2 separate regions of the Mus musculus genome follow, and region 1 is linked to region 2. The links are chromatin contacts, called in public HiChIP or PLAC-seq maps. All regions are on one chromosome and are shown on one strand. Each heading gives the region's core, a stretch centred on a gene start, on an enhancer-like site or on the middle of the called end of the contact. The rest is flanking DNA. Distances are from core to core; before and after follow the strand shown.

What was found. HiChIP or PLAC-seq counts read pairs in DNA pulled down with a chosen protein or histone mark.
Region 1: an HNF4G HiChIP or PLAC-seq map of pancreatic cancer cells shows a contact between it and region 2. The contact joins two enhancer-like sites. A contact is called at or near these places in 2 of 484 Hi-C or Micro-C datasets (the AML12 cell line and bone marrow-derived macrophages), 1 of 115 datasets of contacts at active chromatin or transcription factors (pancreatic cancer cells) and 3 of 9 other capture datasets (embryonic stem cells, liver and pancreatic islet).

Annotation. Positions count from the first base shown.
Region 1 is chr10:12,885,752-12,889,977 of GRCm38.p6, reverse strand. No RefSeq gene overlaps it. Among named protein-coding and RNA genes, the nearest start is that of Utrn, 26 kb to the right of the region's middle. Within about 2 kb of position 1,392, at least 58 of the 459 cell types and tissues checked have an H3K27ac peak or open chromatin away from gene starts, as enhancers often do. A contact at or near this core is called in pancreatic cancer cells, where this site is marked.
Region 2 is chr10:12,695,938-12,700,164 of GRCm38.p6, reverse strand. Utrn (utrophin) reads left to right here. Exons shown (of 74, transcript NM_011682.4): 23 at 1,050-1,163; 24 at 2,021-2,176. Among named protein-coding and RNA genes, the nearest start is that of Utrn, 160 kb to the left of the region's middle. Within about 2 kb of position 1,609, at least 11 of the 459 cell types and tissues checked have an H3K27ac peak or open chromatin away from gene starts, as enhancers often do. A contact at or near this core is called in pancreatic cancer cells, where this site is marked.

The sequences.
Region 1 (4,226 bases), core at 143-2,642, 190 kb before region 2:
TGTGAGGTCAATATTAATAAATGTATTCTTAACTCTAAAGGAAAAAAACCCCACAGCTTCTCCAATTTCCCCCTGGGAACTGGTGCTTAGCTTACTAAATGGAATGCTCTACTAAGTATATATCAGGCCCTGGGTTTGATTCCCAACTCGTTAACTAACTATGATGGTGCCCACAGCAAGTCCAGCATTCCAGGTGTGGAAACCAGGCATCCTTGGCTACATGGGAAATTTGAGACTAGCCTGGGCTACGTGAAACCCTATCTCAAGAGGGAAAAAAGTAGCTGAAGATATAACAGCATCAAATGGACTTATTTTATAAGAAAGTCCCAGAAGGGGCTGGTGAGATGGCTCAGCAGTTAAGATCAAATCCCAGCAACCACATGGTGGCTCACAACCATCCATAATGAGATCTGATGCCCTCTTCTGGAGTGTCTGAATGTACTTACATATAATAATAAATAAATAAATCTTTAAAAAAAAAAAAAAAGTCCCAGAAGGACTGCAACTGAGTTAAAAGGAAAACTATCTTCTTAAATTGTTGCTATTGTTGATGCTGCTGCTGACAGAAACCAGATCTCTGTAGCTTTGGCTATCCTAGAACTTGCTATGTAAACTAGGCTGCCCTTGAAACTCACAGGGTTCTCTCTGCTTCTACCTGCTGACCACTAGGATTAAGGCAGGCACCGCCATGCCTGACAGACATTGTTTTTTAATTTTAAAATCGCGGTTACTTCTTTGTTCAGGAGGTAAGTGTGCTATGGCACAAGGGTATAGGTGCGAAGACAATCTCGTGTTGAGAATGAGGGTGGGATCTTTTTCTCTCTGTGGGTCATGGGGATCGAACTCTGGTCGTTAGGCTTGGTGGCAAGCACCTTTACCGGCTAAACCATCTGTCTGATCCTCCCAGTCAATTTTTAAGGCATTACACCATGCCTATGTACAGCTACAACATCTATTCACACATATGCGAGGCCCACAGTTGGGGCATGGGTGCCACCACTGCCTTTTAACCCTTTCATAACTCACACCCATGGAGAATGGCGCCCAAGGGGTAAATTAAGGCACTTAGCCCTGGGCTTTTTCCTGCCCAGGCAAAAATGGCAAAGGTGGTGGTGGGGTGAATATGCAAGAATATCAGAGACTTAAAATTACCAACCATTACAAGTGTTCTCTCTCAGTCAATTAAACGGCTTCAAGTTTCCAAAAACCAAGCATTCCGTTTGAGGTAGTTAGTTGCTTTTCAAAGATAGTCCCGAGAACTCGTAGACTGAGTGAAGCATCCTCTGCACGTTCTAGAAAATTCTCTTGTGGGGCACTTGATAAGGTGTACAAACAGCACTGAGAGGTAGCTGTTATGTTACAGCGAACTCCCAAGCCACCAAGTGAAACCCAAGATGTCATTTCAACCCACTCACTGGAAAGTCTGACTCAGGAAACGTGGGGTGTGTGCGCCTGCGGTCCGGTGCTTACTGAAGCCACACCCACAAGCCTTCTAAGGCTAACTCTGATGCCCGCGAGTCCTGATTCATTAAAAATCTTTAGGCTTACTCCCACTGTGCCCTTTCATCTGCTGTCTGTATCCTAAAGATGTTTCCACGAGCACGCTTGAAATTTTCCTGAATGGACAGATTATCCTTCAGAGTTTATGTATGCTTTTTCCATCTCTCTCTCTCTCTCTCTCTCTCTCTCTCTCTCTCTCTCTCTCTCTCTCTAATTATAGAGGTTTTTAAGCCCCTGCTGTGGGACATTTGAGTTCCTTTCTTGGGTGGGTGATAAGTTTTGGCTTCAGGCTGGAATGTCCCAGAATAACCAACGTTTAAAAGTCTCCTTGTCTGAAGTTTTCAGGGCCTCCCATGACTGAGGCTATGCTGTAGCTACTGAGATCAAGCAGAGAAGGGCAGGGGAGGCAGTGTATGGCCTAGATATTGTTCAAGAATTCTCATTACTTCAAACCACTGTTAGCCCTTGGCTTGGAAGCTGGCCCAGTAGGTAAGAGTGCTTGCTGCACTTCCAGAGGATCTGAGTTCAGTTCCTAGTGTTTGTGTGCCTGCAGCCTGAGCTCCAGCTTGAGTGCTTGAATAAGAATGGCCGTCCTAGGTTCTTAACTTTGAATGCTTGGTCCCCAGTTGTTGGAACTGTTTAGGGAGGGTTAAGTGTCACCTTGTTGGAAGAGGTATGTTACTAAGGGCCAGGCTTTGAGTTTTCAAAAGCCATTCCCAGTTAGCTCTCTCTGCCTCATGCTTTTGGATCAAATGTAAGCTCTCAGTTCTTGCCCCAGGACTGTGTTCCCTACCATGATAGTTACAGTCAAACCCTCTAGAACAGTGAACTCCAAGTTAACCACTTTCTTTTATAAGTTGCCTTGGTCATGGCATTTTGTCATAGCAATAGAAAGTTAACTAAGATACATACAAATATGTAAAAGCAATGAAAATAAATCTTCAAAATAAGGAAGATTCTCTGTTCATTGAAGCAGGGCAGTGGGTAGCATTGGAAGACATGAAGGCCAGAGGCAGGATAGGCTTTTCAGACTTAAGTCCTGATGAAGGTAGTGCCGTTCCTCTCAGGGTTGGGGTAATGTTGGGAGGCAGGCAGGGGCTAGAGTATTGTTTAAATCTGCCTGAAGGCACAACTCCATACTTTATGCATACCTCCAGGATATTTTTCCATTAACAACCAACCTTTGGAGGTTTGTCCCAGAAGGAATCTGTCAGGTCCAGAGCCCCTCCAGATCCTGGCTCCTAGTCACTTCTTCAGCTGACCCGACCACATCCCCTTACTCCTCCACTTGTTTGTGTTCCTCTCTCCTGACAAGTATTTGGTGAATATATCAAGTGTTTAATGCTGGTATAGAAGTCTAAATAAAAAATAAAAAATTAAAAAAAAATAAAGGAAATAAACAGGAGAAAGAATTAAGGTTTGCAATCCACGGGGGCATGGGGAAAATCCCACAGTGATATGAGGGAGAAGAATAAGGATGTGGGGATGGTTGGTGAAAGGTAACCAGGGATGCTTCCTAAGGCTAGGTTGACATTCCCACCCACACCTCCAGGCCAGACCACACTATTCTTCAGTGTGCCCTGTGCTGGGGGAATACATTGACTATGATCAGGTAGTTTCTTCTGAGACTGAGTGGTTAACTTCAACAGTGAGCTTGACAGCCTGACACTTTCTAGAATCACCTGAGAGATGTGCTTACAGGCACGGTGGGGTCATCTTACTAGTTAACTGATGTGTGAACACCCATCTTAATTGCAGGCAGGACCTGAGCTGTGTCAGAGGAGAAGGAGAGCTGAGGACCGTTCACCCATCTCTTCTGATGCTTCTTCACAATATGTGCGCACAGGGTGGGACCAGCTGCTTCAGCCTCTTAGGCTTTTACTTCAGCACCGTGAGGAACCTTAAGTTAGAACTATAGCTAGAGTTAAGCCCTTTCTCTGTACGTTGTCTCATCACAGTATTTTACCCCAGGGACAGAAACAACCCTATCTGCCAGCTGTCCAGAAATCAAGTCCTGCCAGCATCACTTTGCCTTCTGTTCCCTTAGTCAAATGTGGAGGCTGTACTCTGTGGGTCTCCAAAAATTCCTGCCACACCCCTCCTTTGTCTAGTGCATCCTGCCTTAAATTGTACCTGCTGTATGATAAGAATGGTTATATTTGTGAGCATAGATGATTCATTTGTACATAGCACTTTGAATTTGGTAGCAACACTGGCAAATGATGTTATTATCTCTATATTATAGATGAAAAAACTGAATCCCACTCAAGGTGGCAGAGGAGTTGCTTTGTAACCTACCCAAAGTTACCCATCGCAGTACGGGAAGTGCTGAGGGTCAAGACAGGTATTAAAATTCTAATTTCATTTTGTGAATATTTTAAAGATTTTTTAAAAAATTATTATTATTTTGGTCTTACAATTTTTTTCAAGTACTTTGGAATTGTCAGACATGTTTGGTTTCAGACCCTGGACTAGGGACTTAGGTGCATATTTTACATATCACAACAGACCTGGCTGCCAGGTTCTCCCGGCATCCCTTAGTCCCCACCTGGCATATCCTGCTGCCATCCTTGAACTTTGCAGCCCAGGTACTGGGCTGCCCTTCCCCAGAGGCTCTTGTATAATCCAGACATTTTGGTTTCCCTTTTCTTCTTCTCTCCTCTCTCTGTGCTCAGCCCTTTTGCTTTCTCCCCACCCTTCTTCCTAAGTGGCCAGTGAACTCACCT
Region 2 (4,227 bases), core at 360-2,859:
TGGTTTTAGGTGGTATTTTATAGGTATAACCTATTTTATAGATGTAACTTGCCATAGTTGTATGTCTTTACGATTCATTCCAGCTTCATAAGAATATTAATAGTTGGTTTTGTTTGGTATATTATAGGAATATAAAATATTTTTTGTTGTCTCCAGAGTACATGGATCAGAATGGTTTGTGCATTACCCGGCTATATTGCCCTGTAAATGTCACAAAAGAAGGAATATTTAGCCTTCCCAGGACTAGGGAGACACATGGTGGTCACTTTCGAATTAACCATTCAGGTTTATTTCTATTTCTAGGCGTGATCAAGAGTAGAACTGAAGGGGACTCGGAGAAACATTAGGGGAATTAGCAAGGCAGACTAACCAATGAAGGGACAGGAGGCTTTGGGGAAAATAGCCAATGCTTTAGTACTGAAGTTTAAGTGTGGCTGCAGTTGACTTCTCTACAGCTATTCCTTTGCGATCTCCTCTCTCAAGCCTACTTTCTAGAAAACGTTTGCCTTCTCTTTGTACTTATTAACTTTGAGTGGTTAGAAGAACTGAAATAAACCAGACAGTGGCTAGTTCTGTTTTCAGAGAAGGAGGTATCCCATGGAAGATTGGAGAGTCCTGTGTCATGTTCCTTCATGATGCTGTGTGCTTACTCCTAGTTCCAGTAACTTCCGAGAAAAAATTGCTCTAAGTTAGTTGAAAGCAAAAGATTTTTGTTTATGCTTTGACTATGACTAGAGTAGCATTTTTTTTCCTGTAATTTGAATCTTAGTCCTAAATATTGCTTGCATTTAGATACAATAGTTTATTCCAGAGTGGCTTGAGACTGGTGGATGACCACCGCAGTGTCATTTTTGGAAACATTTCCTTGAGGATAAACTAAAGACTTTATTTTCCAAGTTGGGAGACTTCAAAGAGGAAATGAAACAAATGAAAACGATGTTATTGAGTTTTGAGAAGTTGTCTCTTTCTTTGGTCCCAGTAGATCTTGAGATGTCCTGGGGTTGTATGTCACTGAGTAATATGCCCCTCTGTTATTGTGTTCAATTTAGGCTGATTCAGAAGTCATTGAGAAGTGGGTGAGTGGCATCAAAGACTTCCTCATGAAAGAACAGGCTGCTCAAGGAGACGCTGCTGCGCTGCAGAGCCAGCTTGACCAATGTGCTGTGAGTGCCTCCGCTCTGGCAATCCTACTGGAATAAATAACATTCTCTTCTCGCTCTTTGTCACTTGCCATTATTAAAATTGTAAGAATAGGGCTTATGAAGTCTAGATAAAGAGTCTTTTATTGTAAAGCTTTTATTTTTACTTCGTAGCTAATAAAGGACAGACAGATTGCTCATATTATACTGCCGTCTGTGGTTATAGGATTCGTGATGAGAACAAGAGCAAATTTATTTCTTTGGAAGCTGTTTTCTTCTGTTAAGATTGTGATCTTAATGTAATGATTATCACAAGCATGCTGCTGCCATTGTAGCACATGACGAACCTTTCTGAGCAGCATATCTAGCAAATGAAATGTGCTAGCAACACAATTTATACTTGAGACTCACCAGGTCTCTCTAGAGCAGTGGTTCTCAGCCTTCCGAATGCTGTGGCCTTTAATACAGTCCCTCAGAGTGTGGCAAACACCAACCATAAAGTTATTTTCATTGCTACTTCATGACTGTAATTCTGCTACTGTTATGAATCATAATGTAAATATCTGGTATGCAGGCTGTCTGATATGTGACCCTCCCCCCACCCCCAAAGGCCTACAGGTTGAGAACCGCTACTCTAAGTTAATTAAAAGTCATACTTCCCACTGAGATTCAAGTAATTCTAATTTAATTTTTAGCGGGCGACTGTATTAAATGCTAGGCAAAATGAGTTTCTTGAAGTGAGTCATCTCTTAAGTAGCTGAGAATCCTGAATACCAGTCACTATGTCCTTGAAATATTTGCAGGATCCAGGTAGATAGGTGTGATACTGATGTCCACTTACATGGGAGTACACTTAACATGGACTTATCTCCTGTATTCAGACGTTTGCTAATGAAATCGAAACCATCGAGTCATCTCTGAAGAACATGAGGGAAGTAGAGACTAGCCTTCAGAGGTGTCCAGTCACTGGAGTCAAGACATGGGTACAGGCAAGACTAGTGGATTACCAATCCCAACTGGAGAAATTCAGCAAAGAGGTGAGCTTGGCACCTTCTTTAGGAAGGGGACACACTGTCACTGGCTTCTCTTGACCACAAAATCAAAACCAAAAAATAGTGCTCTACAATTTTTACAGGACAGCATAAAACACACTTAAAGCACACATGCACAGACACATGCATATATATATATATATATATATATATATATATATATGTATATATATATATATATATATATATATATATATATATGTGTCTGTGTGTATATATATACATGTATATACATATACATACATATATCTGTGTGTGATGTACACACATACAAACAATATTCTTTCATAGTTTTAAGATAGATATTAAATATATATTAAAGACATATATAAAGATACATATATCTTATATATAATATATTTACTTATTTTATTTATTTATATACTACATATACATATAATATATAAAGATATATAAAGATATATTAGGTATATAAAATATGTATATTAATATTAAGTATATAAGATATATTAAATATCTTAAATTAAAATATATTGTATGAATTATATATATTTATTATATTAGTATATTGTATAAATTATATATGTGTGTATATATACAAAGACATATATATATATGTATATATATGTGTGTGTGTATATATATATAAAAATTAAGGAAGACTACTGCTTGCTTAGTGAGACTCAGGACTGTCCTATTCTTTCTGTTTTCAACTGAGTTCCACACATTCATTTATGACACTTGCCTTGCCTTGAGGACATTTCAGTGTGGTATCTACTGATTATAGCTATTAATCCTTTAAGCAGCACATATTTATTAATTAGGCATAATTAATAAATATAGTGTAGTATTTTCTTAATTAGTGTCTGTTGCTAGGCTTCTTTGTATGCTCTGGGACACAGAAATGACCAGAGGAAAAGTTTTTGCATTCCTATGAGGCAGGTGAGCTGTCAGGGAGGGGCAGCCAAGAATTAAGAGAAGGTAGAGTTCTTGGCAATCGTTTAGTCAGGGAGTTGCTCACATTGGGACATTGCAGAGGTCTGAGAGTTGGTGACTCTTGGCTGGAGAGACCATGTTTGTGGTCAGGATAGCACGTGTGAGCTGTATCCCTTGGGAACAGAGACAGGCCTTGGGTGGAGGACAATGTCAGATGGAAAACTGATGCTCTGGGTGGCTCCAGAGATTGGCAAACGGTGTGTGCGTTCGTGCGTGTGTTCTGTGTGGATTGTGGTGCTCTCTGAGTGATAAGAACCCAGGAGCAGAAGCTTCCTAGCAGCAGGTAACTGGATGAGACCTGTTCTGGAAGGATGGAGGTGGAGGTAACTCTGTGCATGCAAAGGCTGCTTCTTATTTTTCCTCTTTTTAAAATTTTAGCTTTTAAAATTCTTAGTGCCCTTGGGGCATGGGAAGCAGAAGATAGTAAGAGAGGTGAATAAAGCTAGAGGCATGAGTCAGGTTATCTGAGTTAAAAATCAAGCTTTAACTTTAACTCAGGAGCGACTTCGGATGACCCCAAGAAAAGTGCATCCCCTGGCGAGGTGGGGAAGGAAGTGACAATGGACAGTGGGGGAGGGAATGGGAAGGAACCCTATGGTGGCATGATTGAATGTTTTGTTCTTGTTTTAGCCCAACATCTTCATTTTGAACATATTTTATGAGGAGAAAAATCATACTAATCCTACAGAGAAACACCCATGGACCTATTCCAAGATTTATCAGTAGCTAGTTTTGTATTATATTTTCTATGTATCTCTGAAAATATGCTTCATACAGGAACTTGAAATTATTGTCATATATTATAATATAGGCATTTGTCAAGATGCCATGATCCAACTCAAGAAAATAATCTTTTTTTGTAATATCACTGAATACACTATCCAAGTTTGTATTTCTGTATCTGCTTTATAATCTGACAGTGTAAGCAGCTGGGGATTTTATCTAAGGAAATAAAGGACAAGCTTCCTAAGTGACATTGAGGAATAAGCAACCATGTAGCATCCATTCGTCTACTTATCCCCTGTCTCCTGTATCCATGCATTTATCCATCTGTCCTTCATCCTCCATCATCTTCATCC